Linked DNA regions of Anser cygnoides: region 1 is linked to region 2. A link is a contact called in public Hi-C data. All regions are on one chromosome and are shown on one strand. Each heading gives the region's core, a stretch centred on a gene start, on an enhancer-like site or on the middle of the called end of the contact. The rest is flanking DNA. Distances are from core to core; before and after follow the strand shown. Region 1 holds the start of MYH10 (myosin heavy chain 10). Region 2 overlaps MYH10 (myosin heavy chain 10).

What was found. Hi-C and Micro-C count contacts between places; a contact is called where the count stands out from the background.
Region 1: a Hi-C map of liver shows a contact between it and region 2, with 2.1 times the contacts expected there. The contact joins the promoter of MYH10 here to the enhancer-like site in region 2. A contact is called at or near these places in 2 of 7 Hi-C or Micro-C datasets (both in liver).

The regions. Positions count from the first base shown.
Region 1 is chr19:1,966,061-1,971,422 of Taihu_goose_T2T_genome, forward strand. MYH10 (myosin heavy chain 10) reads right to left here and starts at 2,967. Exons shown (of 41, transcript XM_066980321.1): 1 at 2,836-2,967; 2 at 1-277. The coding sequence starts at 244.
Region 2 is chr19:1,919,915-1,925,265 of Taihu_goose_T2T_genome, forward strand. MYH10 (myosin heavy chain 10) reads right to left here. Exons shown (of 41, transcript XM_066980321.1): 5 at 604-706. Among named protein-coding and RNA genes, the nearest start is that of MYH10, 46 kb to the right of the region's middle. Within about 2 kb of position 2,952, at least 1 of the 3 cell types and tissues checked has open chromatin away from gene starts, as enhancers often do. A contact at or near this core is called in liver, where this site is marked.

The DNA of each region.
Region 1 (5,362 bases), core at 1,717-4,216, 46 kb after region 2:
GGGGATTCATCTTCTGAATATCATCTTTATTCACTAGTGCTTTCTTTCCATTCTCTGCCAGTTCAACCAACACTTCATCCCCCTTTTCCTCCTTGATGCTGGCTGCCTCAAAACCGTGGCGCTCCGAAGGAATCCACACCAACTTTTTAGCAGTCCAATCAGCCTGGGTGGCAGGGTTGTAAATTACAGCCCTGTCCACAAAGAGGTATCTCTCCGGATCTTCCTGTCCCGATCTCTGTGCCATTGTGGGAAGTGAAGGTGTCCGCTACCAGTTACCCTGCAAATTAGAAAGGAGAAAAGCAAGAAGCACGTTACACACCGGGTTCTTACGGAGGAATGGAACTATGCCCTCAATTAAACGCCCCGTCATCAACACCTGCATCTCCCCTCGGATGACTATGTACTGTGGAGGTCTTCCATGGTATGAAGAAGGTGCTGTGCACCTGAGAGCCCCTGCACACACAGGGGCCTTCAGAACAATCAAACCGCTGTATACATGAAAGTGGTCTTCCATATATGACCCCCAGACCCACTGCAGAAAAAGCAGTATAAACTGAACCTAGCCATCTCTTCCTAGCTGGCGTACGTTGCAATAAAAGTGGAAACTGTAAAAAAAAAGAAAAATACATGCTTGTCTTCTGTGCTTAAATAAAGAAGAGGAGCAATTTTAACATAAGCTAGCCAGTCAGCACACTAAATTCCACTAAACAGTGAATATCAGAGTGTTCAGCGCAGAGCTAACCACAGCAACCTACAGCATGTGAGATAACAGAACATTTACTTTGTAAAAGCCAACTTCCAGCTACAGATGAGAACTTCATTGACACCTGGGGGTTCCGCAAGCCTTCCACCTAGCTAAGCCTTGCTCATATTCCTCCTGAAGACATAAGACTTTGTACCTTTACAGCCTGCTTCTGCTGGCAGTTGTGAACACTGGCATTGCCATGTTCCAAAAAACATCTCTAGCTCCCAGGTTTACCTCGAGGCACAAAGACTACCAAAGTTAGATTTTCCAGCAGCTTCACAGGTAATTTGAAGGTGAATGAAAAGCTGCTGACAAGGGCTCCCGCACACTCATTTTACCAATCTGCACCTATCAGGAAGAGGCCACCGCATCCTTCCTTAATAACACCGTCACATCCAGGACTCCCAGACTCGGCAGTTTTTATCTGTAACCGCCCCGAGAGCAACAAGGTCGAGCCAGACACCTTCTGCCCAGGTCATTAAAGATCTTGCTTATTCACACACTAGATCTTTTCTGCTGGAGAATGTCCCATTAGCAAATGGTAACCTCTTCCAGCAGGTAACCTAGAGGTTAGCTTCAAAAGCAAGGAAGATTTCGCAAACTGTGTTGGTCATCTTTCATGCTACGGTATGCGCGCTGTTGGATGTTTTGCAACACGCCCGCCCTCAGAAGAACGTGTAATTAAATACAATAGTTGCGTCTCCATCTATGGCAAGGAGGATTGTTACGTTGTCCAACTTTAATGTAAAGTAAGCATGAAGTCATTGAATCCTCCAGAGGTCTGAGGAGCAGACCGTTTACTACAGACTGCTTAATTCAAATCAAGAGGTGATGACTCAACATTTAAAGTATTTCAGAGGAGCCTCTGAGAGAAAAGTCCGGTGGAGAAAAATGAAAACGCTAAAGGGACCCCATAAGCAATAAAGGGGCTTCTTGGCCAGGAACAACTAGAAATTACTCAAGGAACGCTACGTTTAGCTCGAGAAGCCCACCACTGTAATACCTGAGCCTCCTACCCCAGCTCACAAAGCCGCTCGCCTCCCCTGTGCTGGATTACCACTGATGGTCCAGCGGAGACCAAGCAGCACTTGCCCAGGGCTGCTCCCCTTCGCGGGGACAGCTCTCTGGGGATGGCTTTGTTCCCAGCCCCAGCCGGGGGTCTCACCGCCCGGCCCCCGTCCTTCTGGTCCTTCTGCAGGGCGCTGCGGCGGGACCTGGAGGTGGGACACCGCGGGTGACAACCGGAGCGGCGACGCTGGTGCTGCGGGCAGGGGGCTGAAGCGAGGCACGGCCTGGCCCCGCAGCATTTCTGCGGTACGTCCAGGGGATCGGGGCTGCCTCTGTGCGCATCTCCCCCAGGGTTTTAATCGCACGGAACCCCCCCCACAGCAATTACCCCTTTGGGTTTTTAATTGCAGAGCCCCCCCCCCCCCCAGCATTTTCCCTCCTCGTTTTTTAATCGCACAGAGCCCCCCACATCATTTTTCCCCCCGGGTTTTAATTGCAGACCTCCCCCATCACTCCCCCCAGTGTTTAATTGCAGCCCCCCCCCATCATTTCTCCCCACCCCCCGTGTTTAATTGCAGCCCCCCCCGGCCGCCGCCCGCCCTGCCCTGCCCTTCGCGGGGCTCTTCCCCTCACAATAGCGCCCAGCCGCAGCACGCAGCCGCGCACATTTATCGCGCAGGCACCCGGCGCTCCCCGGAGAAGGGGAAAAAGAGAGGAGAAAAAAAAAAAAAAACGGAAAAAAAAAATATTCGGGAACCCGCCGGGCTCGGCGGAACAAAGCGGCGGGGCCCGGCCGCCCACTCCCCCCCCACCCCGGGCAGCGCCCCCCGCGCAGGGCCCGGCCCCGTCGGCCACGATCGGGGGGAGCGCGGCCGGGGGCTGCGGGCGGCAGAAAATGGCCACCGCCGCCCGCCCCTTCCCCTGCCCTCAGCGGGGCGCGGCCCGCACAACGGGGGCTTTGTGTGGCGGCCCCGCCGCCGCCGCCTCAGCCCCGAACCCCCGGGGCCGCCTCGGGAGCTCGGGGCCCCCCTCCGGAGCCCGGGGGCCGCCGCCGACCCCCTCGGCCCCCGCCTCGCCCTCACCTGAGCAGCGCCACCCGCCGCCGCCGCCGCTCAGCCCCGCGCCGCCCCGCCCCCGCCCGCCGCGCGCCTTTAGCGCCACACCGAGCCCGCCGCCCCCCGCCCGCCGCCGCCGCCGCCGCCCCCCGCCGCCGCCGCGCTCCCATTGGGCGCCGCGCGCGTCCGTCCGGCGCAGCGCCGCCGCCCATTGGTCCGCCGCGCGGCCGCTCCGCGGTTACGGCCATAGCAACCTCCACACGCTTACCCTCCAAGCCCCGCCTCCCCGCTTCGCACCGCCTCCCCGGTGCTGATTGGCCGCTCGGCTCGCGGCGCGCTTCTCACTGGGCACACGACGCGTCTGTCACGGCGGCGCCCCGCCCCGCGCTGCAGCACGCCCGGCGGGGGGCGCGGCGCGCTCCCGACGCTGCAGCGGAGGGGGGGGGGGGGCGCGGTGCCGCAGCGCGGGGCGGGCGCGCGCCTCCCCCTCAGGAGGGCCGGGTCCCACACAGCCGGGGTCGGCACCGCCGGGCTCCTCTGCACAGCCCCCCCAGCGCCTCACCGCCCTCGCAGTGAACAATTTACACCTAAAGCCTAACCCAAACCTCTTCTAGTTTAAAACATCTCGGAGGGCTTTTCCAGCCTTCGTGGGTCCCCGACTCCTCTGTCACAGAATCCTCTGGGACTCCCCTCAGCTCCCGGCTCTGCCGTCCGGCTCCTTAAACCTAACCCTGAGGGGTATTTTTGCCCGCACCCGCTTGCCAAGGCTTTTCCAAATGAAGCGGGTGAGCCGAAAATTGTGGCAGGAAACAAAAGCTGCTGGCAGTGTCCCTGGGACAGCACCCACGGCCGGGGGCTCCCAAAGCCTTCGGTGACCGCTGCCGGTGGCCTTCGGGGCTGCTGGCTCTGGGATGGGCCCTGCGATTGCGAGATGGAGAACCTCAAAACCACGATTTTTTGCCAAGCCTTTCCTGAGAGCTCTTTGGGGTTGCACGTGGTGCGTTAAACCGCCCGGAAAAGGGCACAGGCTCTGCTCCCAGCAGCTCGGCCAGCCCCGCGTGCCAGCAGGTAGCTGGCGGCACCGAGGGTTTCCATCGCCCAAGCTGCAGGTCCGCTTCTCCGCCCAGGCCAAATGCAAATGCGGGTGGCTCAGGAATTGGAGCTATTTGGGTGGAGGGGATTTGTGGCAGATCCTCCTGACCAGGGCAGCAAGCGGGGAGGGGAGGAAGGGTGTCTCCCGCGGTTAGGAAGCATGGCTGTGGAAATGTTCCAGAGCAGCACGTGCCGTTTCGGTACAGCTTAGCGTTTGGGGGCTCACTGCTCAGTTCAGAAAGGGAGGCAATAAGGGGAGCCACGGGGAGCCAGGCTCTTGGCACAGAGCTAGAAATCATTCGGTCATCTCTGCTCATCTCAGCACACAAATCAGTTCCTGCGCAACTCCTGGCACCTGGATTTATATGAAAGTCTCCCTCTTAATTACCATTCCAGTGGGAGGTCTCGTACATCCTGTTTCACAGAAAAATAAGGGTGTTGACTCGCAAACGCAGGTAGATGAAAGCCGAAAGGCTGAACTGGTTACTCCCCAGCTGTTTTTTGCCTTGCCACTCCCGAGGCCAGCACGGCGGAGCTGCGTGGCGAGCCGCCCCGCGCAGCCACAGGCCAGCGCCGTGCGGACGTCGCGTTGCGCCCACACAGGCATTTGGTGTGTGGCACCTCACGGGACCTGCCACCCTCCCTTGCTCGGCCAGCAGGCCTCCACGAGATGCTTGGCCGGCGTTCACCGAGCAGTGCCAGCCCCTCTTTGCAATGGAGCATCCCAATGGGTGCTTTGCTCCCTGTGGAAAAGCCGCACGCTCACACGGCAGCACGTTTCGGGGCGGTGTGTGCCGCTGCCGACCGCCTTCGGGGCAGCTCGGGCCGCAGCATGGGAGGCGCTGGACACGCAGCACCCACACGTCCTGCTGCTTCAGTCACAGAACTTCCATTTTTAGGCATCCAACATCTTGTAAAGGAAAAACAGAAGCATCACGCAGAAAACACTTTTCTAGTGACGAGCCACTGAAGACTTTAGTTTCTTTTAGAAAATGATTTCCACGGAAAATCTTTGAGGATCCCATAGATGCCACATGGAGCATGTCAGGGTTATAGCATTAAGTTATTATTTTTATCACACAATTATTTTTATCCAGACCAGTGTTAGGAAGGAATTCCCCAAATCCACTGAATGTTTTTAACCCATGGAGGGAAAGATGATATTTTTATCTTCCTCGGGAGACTGGAAAGAGCAGGGAAAAAAAAAACCAAAACACATTTTTAAAGGGCTTTTGTTTGAAATAGGAACTCAGCTATTTCCTAATCCTAAAATTGCTTCCCTACCTTTAAACATGAGACTAATGATACTGTTGCTACTAGGGCATTCACGTACTTAAAGCCAAGCATGTCGCCCAGGGTGTTTCCAGAGCTGGAACCAAAGCAGGTAAACAAATACCACTTAAGTCTAAGGGAATGCTAGAGATTTTTGAGACAATGTGGAGGATTTAGGGAAAAATGCTTT
Region 2 (5,351 bases), core at 1,702-4,201:
CAAATTCTGGGAGAGATTAGCAGCAAATTTGAATAAAGCTCTGCATAGATCAGAGTTAGCGATTTGCTACAAAAAAAAAAATCAAGATTCTCCAACTTAAAAACATATACCCTCCTGTTGGTAATGCAATAAAGCCAAGCTTTTTATTAGCTGCTGATTTCTAGATACGGAAGGTCTATGGCAATTTTTAAACTTGATGGTTTTCCCCCAGTTAAGTTTTGAAAGAAATTCTGTTCACATGTGCTAGTACTAAAAGCTGCATGTAATGGGAAATAAATCCACTAGTAATCACCAGAGTTGATGAAGTTTTTTTTGAAAACGAAGTAGACGTAGCAAAGTTTTGATACTGTTTCTAGTTACAATTCTTGCATAAAGCCCATAATCTCAAAAAAGCAGTTAAACAGTTAACATTAACTAGAATTTTTGACATAACCACTCATTTTAGCCACTAATAAAGAGAAAATAATAGTTGATCAAAGTTACAGGGATTATATTACAGCTTATCTCTGATTCAAAAGGTTTTTTGTTTTGTTTTGTTTTTCTCCAAGAGAAGACAGCAGTTTACCAAAAGAATAGAAAAAAACAAAAGATTTCCCAACTTACAGGAATATTATGGTCCTTTCTTCCTTTATGGGAGGAAGCAACATGAGCAAGGTATTGAATAACCTTCTTAGTGTTTTCAGTCTTCCCGGCACCAGATTCACCTCTGCAAAACATTTTAAACATTTTCCTCAAAGTTAATTTTCAACAGTATATCAATTCTTTGTTTAAAACAACCTCACTTCATTCCATTTATGGCTTAGACTACGCAACAGAACCCCAGTAACCATCTAAATCCAAAAGCAGTGGTGTGGCAGGGAACTGCAAAGTATTTGTTTAAAATACCTTCTACATCCTAAAGATCTCCTCAGCATTAGGATGTTGATACAATATATAACATTAGTTTGATTAAAAGCTTCTGACTGTATGCCTGGATTCATACATTACCGTAAGTAATGAGAAACAGACTTGTTCTTTGCCTTGATCACAAAGACTGAGACAGATTTTTTTTCACAGTGCGGATACATATATATTTCAATTATTAAACAGTTAGTGTATCTTATATTCCAGGACCCGGTTATGAGGATTACTGGGCTGATGGAAACGCTTAGCATCTCTAGAAGCCAGTTCCAAAGCCCAGTAAAACATTTTAAACATCCAGCCTCTCTGCACTGCTCACCTCGCTCTTAGCGAGCCCCAAATACATTTACAGCCACGGGGCTGCAGCTTCAGCACCAAGTGAGTTAGGGCAGTGGCACAGCACACAGATCGATAGGGACAGCAGATGTGGAACATTAAGACAGAGGCAGATTGAAAGCAGATTGTTGGACAGAATTTAGTGCCAGATTTGCGTAAGGGGCATCCCAAACTCAGAGCAAGGAGCTGCCTCGATGGTACAGGCAGAGGTCTGGCCACATCTGTCACAGTGACCACAAATGACGGCACAAGCCTTTTTAACCTAGACCTGGTTAAATACAGTCCATTAAATAAATCCACGCAAGGGGACTGCCAGGCCCGACTTCGCCATGATTCAACAGCATTTCAGCCGTGCTGAAGAAGCCCATTCCGCACGAGATGGACACCACCACTGGCAGCGCTAAGTACACGAAACTAAAAAGCATTTCATTATGTGGGGCTACGTTGGAAGAGTGGAAGTTCTTGTGTCGTTCAACGGTTGTTCAAGTTAGCGTTCAGAAACCAACTACTCCAGAAAAGTGGCAAGGATACACTGCATGTGCTTCCAAAGCTCTCAGCTACGATTCTGAAACAGAAGTGTGAATTTGCTGGGGGGAATTTAAGCACATTCTTTTGCAGTCTTCCTAATGCCTTCCCCCACCACGCCGTGTGCCAGTTTTGCAGCTCGCCTGCACTTATTTAGGTGCTTAGTTCCTAGCAGCCCCTACTTTAGGCATGAATTTCTGGTGGTGTTTGATGTGTTTGACCTGGCAGAACAGTGAGCAGGTTTTGTGGAAGACACCTAACTGAGAGCACTGAACGGAACGGTTGTGCAGACAGGTTATGGGATGTGATCCCAGCCTCAGTTACCGCACCGCGGTCTGCCATACCAGAGGTTACCCAGGGCACCGGATTTTACTGGTGGCATCTCGGAAGCACCCACCTCGTCCTGTCAAACCATTTTTGTTCTGGTTTTCCTCACAAGAAAACGGATATAATCGGAACAGAACACAAGAAGAAAAATGCAGAAGTCACAAATACTTGACTATTGAAAAGCTTGCAGGAGCAGAAGGCAGGCCCCTCAAAACGTGTTGGCTACACCAGCTTTGCTCGATGCATGGAAAATAAACGTGGAATGTATAACCTGAAGAGCTGGTTACAAAGACAACTACTCCAAGAATTAGCTAATGAATAACTGGGCTTCCTTTTTGCCAAGATACCATCAATATGCTACACAAACTGGGTGTACTTTGGGACCGCTACAAGGGGAAACACTTTTTTTTTTAATTCAGTGAAAAATCCCATTTCTACCAGGCCCCTATGTCTGTTACATAGAAAATTGTAACAGACAAATGTGAAGATCAATAAGCAGAAAATATACCTCCAATGCCCATTCTTGCTTCCCAATTTGTCTTTACTTCTAGTTTCCCCTTTAGTGTAATGCTCATATTAACATAATTTATGACTACAAGTGATAATAAAAGCAGTATTGCCTGTTTTTAAGTGTATATTAAAATACTTTTAATGCTAAAACTACTCCAGCAAGTAACAGAAGTAAGGAAATAAGTACAACAAAACATACATTTACATTTTAAACCAATACAATTTGTTCTTATTGTCATCAGAGCTTGGGAACACATTGCTAGCTGTGACTTTAAAACTAGATAAATAATCTTTTCTGTTAAGTTACAGAAACAGTTTATTAAATTTTAAAGATGAAAACCTACCCTGACACATCCAGTGAAAAGAAAATGCACAGTAAATACACTCCAGATGTTAGCCTCCTAAAGGGCAGCACCCAGCTTTAGAGGAGTTCACTAATCAAGAGGCTTTTCTGGCATACACACCAGCACAGCTTCGTGTGGCACGGGAAGGTCAAAAGCTTGCAATACATTCCTTTTGCTAAAAGTCCTTAAATCTAGTAGAGATTTTTAGAGGTCTTTATGCAAGTTCTCATTCAAAAGCAATACTAATGGATGCTATCATCCTAGTTCTCCTCTCCCTGGAGCTTACAAGTATGCCAAATATTTCCTGCAGGATACAGAGCTAGATAGCTTTGCTGCCATATACTCTAAAAGAATTAGAAGATTTAGGATAAAGTCCTCTTCATTTATAGAAATAAGGACATCTGCATGCTCTAATTCTTTCCCAGGAGGGCAAACACGAGTTATAAAAAATAAATTAAGATCTTCTACCTCTACCAACCTGCCCAAAAAAGGTAAACTTCTAGTAACACAATGTACAATATTTATGGAATGGAAATGATATCACGAAGCTAAAGATTAACTTTTTCAAAACCTTGTTTTAATACAACTCAATTAATATGTTACCATAAATTAAACACTGAAAACCCTTGGCTGAGATCCTAGCCTTACTTCAGTCAATGGCAACTTTGCTGATGATTGCAGTAAGGTCATAATTTCACCCCTTCTTTTGGTTTCAATTCCATTACTAGCAGAAAAAAAATGGAGACTGAAATCAAATCTCAACTCCATCTATGGAATATGCCAGGCACACCAGGTGGAATCAGCCAAGCAAGCCATCTTTAGCACTAGGCTCAAGTTGGATGTGTGAGGTTATTCCATTAACTAACAAAGCTCTCTCCCTTCGTACAAACTACGTTAGAGATGGGTCAAACGAAGTCTGAGGGTCACAGGTAAATTTTTGCATTATCTGGAGTTAAAGCACTAGTCCCCACACCAGCAAAGCTTCTGCTTTGAATAAGCTTCAAGCACATGTAAAGTAGGAAAACCTTAGCTAGCAAGAACACTTTAAAGTTTCTACATGATTTTAAATTCACTGGATGTGAACCTACAGTGTCATTTTCAATAAAGGAAAGTATTCTTCAGGCAAATTCATCTCAGCTACAATTTGGTTAGCAAGAATTACCAACTGACTTCTCAACCAGCTGCACCTTTTTTTTCCCCAAGCTACTCTAACCTAAATCTCGCATAGAAGTAAGAGGCATTTCCTCTGCTGAGCAGATTACCATCTGAAAACATGCAAAACCAGCACAGTGGGAGATGACTCGCAGGTCACAAAGCAAAGAGGCAACGTCCAGGCATGGGAGGCGAGGTCTGACTTCCAGGAGAGCGGTGTGCTCTTCCCACGCGGCTCACCTATAGGGGCAACTTCTGTTGTATCAGCAGGTCAAACGCCTGCCTGTGGAAGACCTATCCTAACAGAAGCACTGTTCTAAAGGAAAACAGCACTGAAACGGTCGCTCCTCTTACTGCCAGCTACACATCTTGTACAGGCGCAGCACTAGGCTACACCACCGCCTCTTCCTGCAGTGGCGACTTCTGTTGTCTGGACACTCGCAGTAGTTTAAAGTTGCTGACGTCCCACTGTGAGGGCTGGCGCCCATCTAGCACCAGCCCAGGGAGTCACTGATTTCCCCGGCAGAGCAGGGGCTATGCAGGACCTGAGATGTAGCTCTGGCACTCACATAGGACAGAAGGACACAAACAGGTACAAAGAAAGCTTTGAAATTGCGAAAGACTGTTCCTCGTCTTGTTGCCCATGCACACAGTCCCTACTGCACAGGAACAAGGTTTGTGAAGACAAGCATCTGCAACACACCGGGGTGATCCGATTGAGTTTGTCTAATCTACCCTATTACAGATCACCTCTCAGTGATTTAAAATACCGAAAACGAACCAAACAAGCTAGTACTTTTCCATGCAGGGACTCGGACCTTTCCCTTGCCCCAGGAGGATCAGTCTTTGTCACTCCTGATCAGCAGGAGGCCCTGGGACGAGAAGCTAACCTGGGGGCAGGAGGCCCTGTAGGAGCTGAGCACCCGGCAGGAGGAGACACGGCACCACCACCTTGGCACCTGGGCAAGTTCCCCTTGGGGACTGATTCCACGAGACCCAGGAAGCCGACCTGCTGCTCAGTTCTGCAGGCAGCACTGCTTCGATTCACACCAAGTGGCCACTTAGGCACCAAACCACGGATGCGTGCACTTAAGTTGTTTGTAGGAGAAAGTAACTGCGCAAGTGAGAGCCCCAACAAGAGGCCTTTGTCCTCCTCACAACAACGGCTGCGAAGAACAGAAGGGACTTATTCCCAGATGCAACTGAGCAAGTCTTCTGCCAGTTATAAACAGATATTTACAGCCGAGACCTGTAATT